Linked DNA regions of Mus musculus: region 2 is linked to region 1. A link is a contact called in public promoter capture Hi-C data. All regions are on one chromosome and are shown on one strand. Each heading gives the region's core, a stretch centred on a gene start, on an enhancer-like site or on the middle of the called end of the contact. The rest is flanking DNA. Distances are from core to core; before and after follow the strand shown. Region 1 holds the start of Slc35f6 (solute carrier family 35, member F6). Region 2 holds the start of Dpysl5 (dihydropyrimidinase-like 5).

The links. Capture Hi-C pulls out chosen DNA fragments and counts their contacts.
Region 2: a contact with region 1 is called in a promoter capture Hi-C map of pancreatic islet. The contact joins the promoter of Dpysl5 here to the promoter of Slc35f6 in region 1. A contact is called at or near these places in 3 of 39 promoter capture datasets (erythroid cells, frontonasal cranial neural crest and macrophages), 2 of 484 Hi-C or Micro-C datasets (embryonic stem cells and ventricular fibroblasts), 2 of 115 datasets of contacts at active chromatin or transcription factors (embryonic stem cells and pancreatic cancer cells) and 2 of 9 other capture datasets (adipose tissue and pancreatic islet).

The regions. Positions count from the first base shown.
Region 1 is chr5:30,645,060-30,649,808 of GRCm38.p6, forward strand. It overlaps Slc35f6 (solute carrier family 35, member F6), which reads left to right and starts at 2,880. Exons shown (of 6, transcript NM_175675.3): 1 at 2,880-3,039. The coding sequence starts at 2,963. It overlaps Mir5625 (microRNA 5625), which reads left to right and starts at 2,877; the gene lies at 2,877-2,956.
Region 2 is chr5:30,708,959-30,713,036 of GRCm38.p6, forward strand. Dpysl5 (dihydropyrimidinase-like 5) reads left to right here and starts at 2,606. Exons shown (of 13, transcript NM_001356948.1): 1 at 2,606-3,044.

The DNA of each region.
Region 1 (4,749 bases), core at 1,630-4,129:
ACAAGAGATCCTATCTTAAGGAAGGAGGAGGAGAAGGGAGGAGAGGTAGAGGAAGGGAATGCAGAGGAAGAGGAGAAAGTAATTTCCCACTTCTACATTTAGCTTCTTTGCCAATAAACTTTCTCTATTACAAAACTCATTGTGTTTAGTGTTTGGTATTTTTGGTGAAATGGGCTAGTTCACTTACAGGCTGCTATGACAACTGAGGCAGAGGTCAAGCTCTGGACACAGGCTTGAACACTAGATCTAACACAGCTCTGGTTGTCACTGTCATCACCTGGCTCCTGCCTCCCTGAGAAATCTATCCTTCCCTCCAGCATCCTTTGCCTCTTACAGGCCCTCATATGGCAGATGGTCAGTGTCCACCTCTCTCTTCCACCACATCCTGAACTTCTCTTTTTTAATTAATTAATTAATTAATTAATTAGATATTTTCTTTATTTACATTTCAAGTGTTATTCCGAAAGTTCCCTATACCCTCCCCCCACCCTGCTCCCCTACCCACCCACTCCCACTTCTTGGCCCTGGCATTCCCCTGTTCTGGGGCATATAAAGTTTGCAATACCAAGGGGCCTCTCTTCCCAGTGATGGCTGACTAGGCCATCTTCTGCTACTGCAGCTAGAAATATGAGTTCTGGAGGTACTGGTTAGTTCATATTGTTGTTCCACCTATAGGGTTGCAGACCCCTTCAGCTCCTTGGTTGCCTTCTCTAGCTTCTCCATTGGGGGACCTGTGTTCCATCTTATAGATGACTGTGAGCATCCACTTCTGTATTTGCCCGGCTCTGGCATAGCCTCATACGAGACAGCTATACCAGGATCCCTTCAGCAATATCTTTCTGGCATATGCAACAGTGTCTCATCCTGAACTTCTTGTCTGGTTACTCTGGGAGGGGTACTTGACTCTGGACCTTACACGTGGTAGGCTCTACGTGCTTTTTTGCCAATAAATCCTCCTGTGTACCAGACTTCAGAGACAGCTGTTTGATGAGTGCTTACAGCATGATATAATAAATTAGAATTCACTTTCTAATGTGACTCTAGAGACAAAGACTGCTCTGCTAGTGACATCATGTCGGGCTAGTGACACCAATGTCATTAGTAATGTTTATGTCAGGCAAGTATCCTTGGCCTGAACCTATGGGAAAATAGCCCAGAGTCCTACTGTAGTCGATAAGAACTGTCTCCCATGGGGAATAGGGGTGGGGAGGCCTGGCAGATGGTGTCCCTTTAGGACACAGTTGTGTTTCATCTAGTCTCCAATGTCTCAGGAAACAGTTTTGGATAAATTACTACTTCCTTTGAAATGACACAAAACTAAAAGCACTGTGGGGGACACATAGCTCAGAAGTCACCTCTTGGATCTTTTATCCCTGGTTTCACTGAAAAGAGCACACTCTCGTGAAGAAAAATTCTGGAATGTTCTGTAGGTCCAAGAGCTATCCAACACATAACCCTTCTTACATGAAAGATGTTTCCCTGTCTGTACGATAGCCTCCTATATTTTTGTTCAAGACCCTACTTATAATACATTCTCTACCTCATCTCCCAAAACAGATGTTACAGTCCCTTGAGTGTATACTATACATGTTTACAAGTTCAAGGCAACCAGGAAGAAGTGGTCAAAACACCCTTTTTTTCATACCTGCAGTAATAGGATCTTCAGAAACAGAGGGACTATGTATGGTGGGTCAAATGGCCATCAAGCGTGTTTGGGGGTTTTTGTTTTTACCTGTGGTAGGGCATGAGCTGCCAATCACATGGAACAGGAAGGTAGGCAGCTGGCAGCTGAGAACCCACTCCCCTAGGTTGTTCCCTGACCTCCACATGTACCACATATGCCTTGAAAGTGCCCTCCAATAACACACAAATAAATAAATTTATTTTTTAACAAACTGACAGCCAGTCATGAACTGGAGTCCATCTTGGAGTACACAGTGAGCTGGAAGACAGTCTGGCTTATATAACAAGATCCTGTCTCAAAAACTAATTAATTAAATGCTAGAAGTCCTCTACACACAAACCGAGGTCTGGTCTTTCTGTAGGGATGCTTCTAAACAATATTTATAGGGGTCCTCAGGGGTACGTGGGGAAGCTTAATGCAGGAACTATACAAAAGCCATGGTGTTTTATCTTCAAGTCCACACCCCCAACACACACATATATATAATACACTCATACACACACACACACACACACACACACACACACCACTGCTACTCATAAGCATAACCTTAATCCTTGGCTTCTGTGGTTTCATTTTTCATTTTATTTTAATTATTTGTTTACTTAGTTACTCAGTCTGGCCTCAGACTCCTTATATAGTGGAAACTGGCCTTCATTTTTCAAGTGCTAGGAATGCACACCCAGTTTGTGTTTTAGCTGTTAAACACCCTACTGGAAGCTACAACTCAACTCAAATGCTCCCTTTACTGAAAGATGTGAGCAATTCAACGGGCTGGGATCCCTAGGGACATTTCTCTCAGGACTCCAGTTCTCTGGAGATCCTGGAGAAAAGAGATTCCCACGCTGTAACTATTACCAACTGCCAGTCTCAACCTCTCAAAATTGTTTATAAAATGCTCTAAGATTGCCTAAGCATCTCTACATGACCCCGAGCGCCCATTTTACAAACCGGGAGGCCAAGAGGCTGGGAGCGTACGCTGCAGAAGTACAGGGCTCGCTCAGCATGCATGAGACACTAGCACTACAAAAAGAAAAGGAAGCCGAGCAATGGAAAAGAAAAGAAAATCTGGTAGCCTTGGCCCGGGACCCTGCACTCTGCTTCTCCAGCTCTCCTACCAAAGACCGGTGGCAGCTCCGGGGCGGGGCTAGCGGGCGTGGGGCGTGGGCCAGTGGGGTCATGTGACTCCCGGCCCGGAAGTTCTTGAGTAGGAGACTCCACATCCCGGGTGACCCGGGTTGGAGCTGCTGATTCAAGTGGTCTCTCGTGTCCACCACTATGGCCTGGACTAAGTACCAGTTGTTCCTGGCCGGGCTTATGCTGGTCACCGGCTCCATCAACACGCTTTCGGCAAAGTGAGTCTGGGTCAGACCGGGAGGGACCTGCTGGGCCGGTGGGTGCTGACACCCGGCGCCCTGTCCCCCACCCGTCCGCTACTCTCCAACCCCACCAGCCCTCCACATTACCGAGAGTTCAGTCGCGCTGGTGTGGACGAAGGGGTGAGAGGCCGGGAGAAAGCGGGCATTTGAAGGCCACTTTGATTCGCGGTCACTTCTATCTCTGAGCCTCAGTTCCTCATCTTTGAACCGAAGGGTTGGATCAGTTTCTCCCGGCGGCGCTCTGGCGCTGCGGTCAGAGACTGAGAGACTTCCAGCAGGAGGCTGGGGGCCTGCCTGGGAAGCACCGGTGCTCTTGGAGAGGCCGAGCTGAAGGGATGGGCAAGCCAGGAGGAGGTGGCCATAGGGTCATTCATGGGGAAAGAAAGGGAATAGACAACATCTTGATGCTTAGTTGGGGCTCTTATGTGGGTGGCAGAGGTTTGGAGGCAGGAAAGAGAAAGGCCAGCTCCAAGTTGCTTGTTCACAGCATCAAATGCCCAGCTGGACTTTTTCCCTCCATAATCAGAGGGCACACCACGTCGTTGAACGTGGGAGAACTGAAAAAAGAATCAGTGTGATAAACGCAGAGGTTTATGTGAGGCTGGGAACCACTCTGGCTCTGCTTACAGTGAGAACACCTAGCAGGTGCCATCAAGAGAGGCAGGTGATACAAACCAAAATGAAGCCACAAGGCTGACTGACCCAGAGGATCAAAAGAAAGTGTCTATCTGGAGAAAAGGCTCCTTAACCGAAACCAGAATGGTAGCTGGGTACTTGCACTCTGGTGTGTGGGAGTAAAGGTCTTCAGCTGGTTGGGAGCTAAGGCCCAGGCATCACAAAGCTGAGAAAGTTAATGTGGTCTCCTCCATTGTTGGCAGAAAGGCCTAGCTTTAACTTGACAGTTGTTTGTCAGTTTATCTGCCTCTGCCTCTGCCTCTGCCTCAGGGCAAGGCCTTTCTTTATCTATTTGCATCCAAAATCCTCAGTGTGCATCATCTGTCCTTTGTCCAGTGTGCGTGTGGGCAGCAGCGAACAATGCCCCTCTCCAAGTCTAGCCTCAGTTTCTTACTGGGCCTGGCTAGGAAAGAAAGTTGGTGTGGCGGCTCCCAGTGAAAGGCCTCCAGGCTTGTGCTCTGGCTTTCCTGGGCCTCTGTGCATTGAGAAGCTGGCTGTGAGCCTCGTGTAGCCATTTCATATTTACTTCTCAGGATTCTTGGATCTAACAACAAAGTCTGTCAACGCTGTGAAGTGCCCAGAAAAGACATGGGCACTCATCAGGGTGACTGTAAGGTACCTGCAGTGTGAGAGAGAAGAAGTGGCCGAGAGAAAGTCCCTGTGGAAGAGACACATGTGTGCACATGTGCCCCCTCCCTTCCCCTAAAGGAGGACACAATCTATGCAACCCAGAATAGGACCTATGCAGTTCTTGGGCTTTTCTCTGGGTGTCTTTCAATGAGATTCTCACACTAAACAAGGACTGCTCCTAATGTTGAGAGTGGCTAATGTCTGTCCAGGCTGCTGTCCCCAGGAAGAATCCAAATGGTCATTTACTGCTTAGATAAACCATGCTGACTCAGCCCTTCCTTTGAAAACCTCCAAACCGGTTAGGTAAGAAGCCAAGGAAGCCTCGGTCCCAGGAAGCCCCACCCTTTGAGGCTGCTGGAGAGTCAGGAGGACTCCGAAGTG
Region 2 (4,078 bases), core at 1,356-3,855, 64 kb after region 1:
TAAGAAATGAGTAGTTACCTGCTGGGTGAATCTGTAAGGATCGAGTGGTGTGTTGTAGACTATCTGACCCTGCTTATAGCCGGAGTTTTAGAAAGCCTCAGATGGGTTTCTTATTCTCATTTGTTAAGGGTATTTCAAACCTAGTGTATGAGGACTTGCTACACCCATCCCAGTAGCCTTTGGGATCTCTGGGGTCGGGCCCCAAACTGCCTAATCTCCTCTTTCCACCACCTTCATTCATGAATGGTCTTGACTTCCAAGCTTTGGGGAAGTTCTCGACCACCTCCCAGACATCTCTAGGTTCCCCCGTCCACAGCTTGTACTCCTTCATCCTGGACTTAAGGACCAATCAGGTCAACAGCCACCCAGGTGAAACTCAGATCTAGCTCCTCCATCCCACGGCGATGGTTTCAGAACCCGTTTCTTCTGGTTTCCTCTACTTTTATCTGACCTTACAAATGAGCTGAATAGAAAGCCACACCAAACAGACTTTTGTGGCTATTCTTACAGTGTCCGTATGTTTGTTACATCCCTCCCATTGTTCTACAACTTGGAAGAAATTAATAATAGTTACACTTGTGAGTGTGCACTGTGTACGCTCGGCAGTGGGCTGTGAGTTTTATACGGATTTCCTCCTGAAATGCATGGTGATTGTGGGAGGGGTGTGAAGAAGCAAAGACTCAGGATGGGCTTTGCCAAAGTCAAGAAGCTGTCATGTGTCAGGAACAAGGATTCCAATCCACATATAGGGGACTCTAAGTTCTAAATTTCTTTTTAAACTCTAAAAATCAAGTACTGAGGGTACGTGAAACCTCAGGCTTGGGTAGGATCTTTATCAGTGTTGAATGCTAACTAGCAAGCAGTCGGGGGTGGGGTGTGGGGGGGGAGAGGGGGCGGGGGTAGGTAGGCTGGAGATTAGGAACGCAACTGAAAACTGCAGAAAACGATTCTGGCCACTAGAGGGCTCCCTCCACCTTAGGCAAAAGTTCATCAGAGGCCCTCGTTGCTCGGAGCTAGCTGGGTGTTCCAGAGGGGCGCAATGCATTTTGCAAAAATTTCCCTGGACAGTTTGGGGAGACTAGACAGGGCCTTCAACTGGAGCAATTTACACACACACACACCCTTCACTGGTATTAGGAGTGTTTTGAGGATGGCCATCTAAGCTTGTCTGGAGGTTCTTTGCACAAGCTTACTACCAGAAAAAAAAAAAAAAAAAATCCACTCTTAGAGTGGAATTGGAGACCAGCCAAGCGGTGGTGGCACACGCCTTTAATCTCAGCCCTTAGGAGGCAGAGGCAGGCGGATTTCTGAGTTCGAGGCCAGCCTGGACTACAGAGTGAGTTCCAGAGCTACACAGAGAAACCCTGTCTCGAAAAGCCAAAAAAAAAAAAAAAAAAAAAAAAAAAAAAAAAAAAAAAAAAGAATTGGAGACCAAATGTAGTAACCCCGCACCCCCTAGGGGCACGCCTGTGTGGCCCTAAACGCATCCAGGAGTGGATCACAGAGCACATGACCCAGTGGGACCCACATTTGGAGGACTGGAGCTTAACGTGCAGGCTGTACATTTTGTTAAAATTCAGAGGATCCTGCTCCCTCCACCCGAAGTTATAAAGTACGATTTTCTTTGAAAATAGCCTTAGAGAAAAGCACTTCAGGAAAGCAGCCAAGGGACTCACACCCCCGTCTCCACCCCCGGAACTGAGGGAAGCCCTGGAAAGAACCAACTTCTTCAACAGCAGTTGTAGATCCCCAGGAATCCAGGGGCGGGGGCAGTATTAATGCTGCATTTCCACACGGGTTTGCAACACCATTGGGGTGACATCAAGTGAAGAGATTCAAGTTCTGAAGCTATATTTAAGCTGTCACAATAATGACAGACTAACACGGAGCTCAGGGAAAGGCCTGAGCCATAAATTAGTTAAGGAAAAAGAACTGTCTCGCTCCATTTACAGGATCGTTTGTGGTTAAGTCAACTGTGTACTAAAATGGTGAAACTGGACAAGGTGTGGCGGTGAACATCTGTAATCCCACTATTCGGAAGGCAGAGGCAGGAGGTTCAATTCAAATTCTAGGCTAGCAGGGGGCTACCTAATAAAACCGTCAAAACAACAGCAACCCGGAAATAAAGATGGTGGTGCTGATGTGAAATGAGTTTAAAACACACACACACACACACACACACACACACACACACACACTTTCTTTTAAAGGAGATGTCAAAAATAGGATAGGACCTGGGCGCTGGACATCGACGTCCAAGCGCTGCTCTGGAAAAGACGGTGGCTTCAATACCTCAAGAGAAAGAAGGTGCGAAGTGAGGCGCCCAGAGTGGCCGTTCCCTTGGTCTATGAGAACAGTGTTCCTGTACTGACCACCTCGCCCTCTACAGTCTGCAATCCCATCAGTCTCAGACTCGGTAGGACGCTAATCCGATGGCGCAACTGGGAACCCGCAGCCTCGGAGAGACCCCGCCACCGCATTGTTTCAGCCCCTCGGGTGGGGTCTTGCAGGAGGAGGGGAGGCGATGTGTCCTCCGGAGACGCCCTATACCCTCCCAGGGGACTCGAGCCATACCGCCCCAGCGCCTGGGCTTTGTGAAGTGTCGCTAGTTACCATGGGACCAGAAAGGAACGCTGAGAATGGCGCTTAGATGGCTGGGGGTTGTCGAGGTCCTGGGGCCATGCCCTCTGTCCCTTCTCGGACCCGGGGCCTGCAAAAGGGACTGTCGGGATTTGTAGTCCCAAAGGCGGCGGCAACGCGGAGGACGCGGGGCGCTACTGGTCCCGCCTCCGCCTAACCTGCTAGCTCGAGGTGGCGAGCACTTGGGGCGGAGCCCTCGGATCCGTGATTGGCCCAGGCGGCTCCCCGCCCCCACCCTCGTCCCCACCCCCGCTCGCCACTCGGGACTCCGCTCCAGGCGCGCAAGGCAGCCACCGAGAGAGCGCGCTAGCAGCCGCTCCCGCCCCGTGCAACCGCAGCTACCGCGCCGCGGCGAGACCCAGAGACCGACCGACGGACCCGCACAATCGCATCATCCTGGAGCAGTGGGTGATGGCAAGGGGAGGGTGGTGGGCTTGATCTTTCCGGGCTGCAACATCCACCCCTCTTTCAGTTTCTCCCTGAGGCTCACAAAAGGGAGGGAATTGGGTTGCGCCTAGGCTCCTCCAGCCGATGAAAGAGATGTTGAGGATTCAGGCAGATCCGGACTAAGGTGGGGCGCAAGTCTGGGTCTTTGTAGTCCCACAGAACTCGGCTTGGTGACTTGCGACGCCTAAGGCATTAATGTGTGCTGGAAAGATTTACAAATAGCTAGAATAAGGAGGCAGCTAAGTTGAAGGGATTCACGCCTAGCACCCAGTAGTCGCGCAGCCGTAGCTGGTCGACGTGCAGTAAATGGCTAAAAGGTGGGGTGTAGGGGAGTGTTTCTGTGGTGGCCGGACCTGTCCTCTTGTACGTCCCTGGATCGCCGCGGTCCCTAGTTCCCACCAACTGCGCCTCTGGTCTGATATCTGCCTAACGTGGTCCTAACCCCATCGTTTGTATCCTCTGTTCCCTGAGCAGAGCAGAGGCCCTAGAGGCACCTGCCGAAACCACAAAGGCCTCTTGCATCTGCCCAGCCCCTGGCGGCGCGGCGCTAGGTCCCTCCGCTGGAGCCATGTCGCCTAGTCTGCCACGCAGCATCTATCTTGGTGGGTGAGGGATATCGATGCCCCGGGCCTGGGGAGATGGCTGGAACAAACGGGCGTGGAGGCCTGGATTTGAGCAGAAAGGGGGAGATGGGTGGGGACAGGTGATCGAATCTGGAGGAGGAGGCTGTGGTTTGGGAAGGGCTGACAATTGGGTGGGAGGCGGGTCTGAAGCTTCGCGCAGGTGGCGCGAGGCGAGGCTGCTCTGAAGAATGAAGAGGGGCGGGGAGATGAAGGGAGGGTGGAGACCTCCCGGGTTTGGGGAGAGTAGACAGGCATGGGAAGGCGACTGAGGCTGTACAGGGGATGGGTCTTCCTCATGAAGGGGGTGGGGGGCTCTCCATCGGGGTAGGGCAGGCAGCTGAGGAGGGAAGAGTCTTCGCCTGAAGACT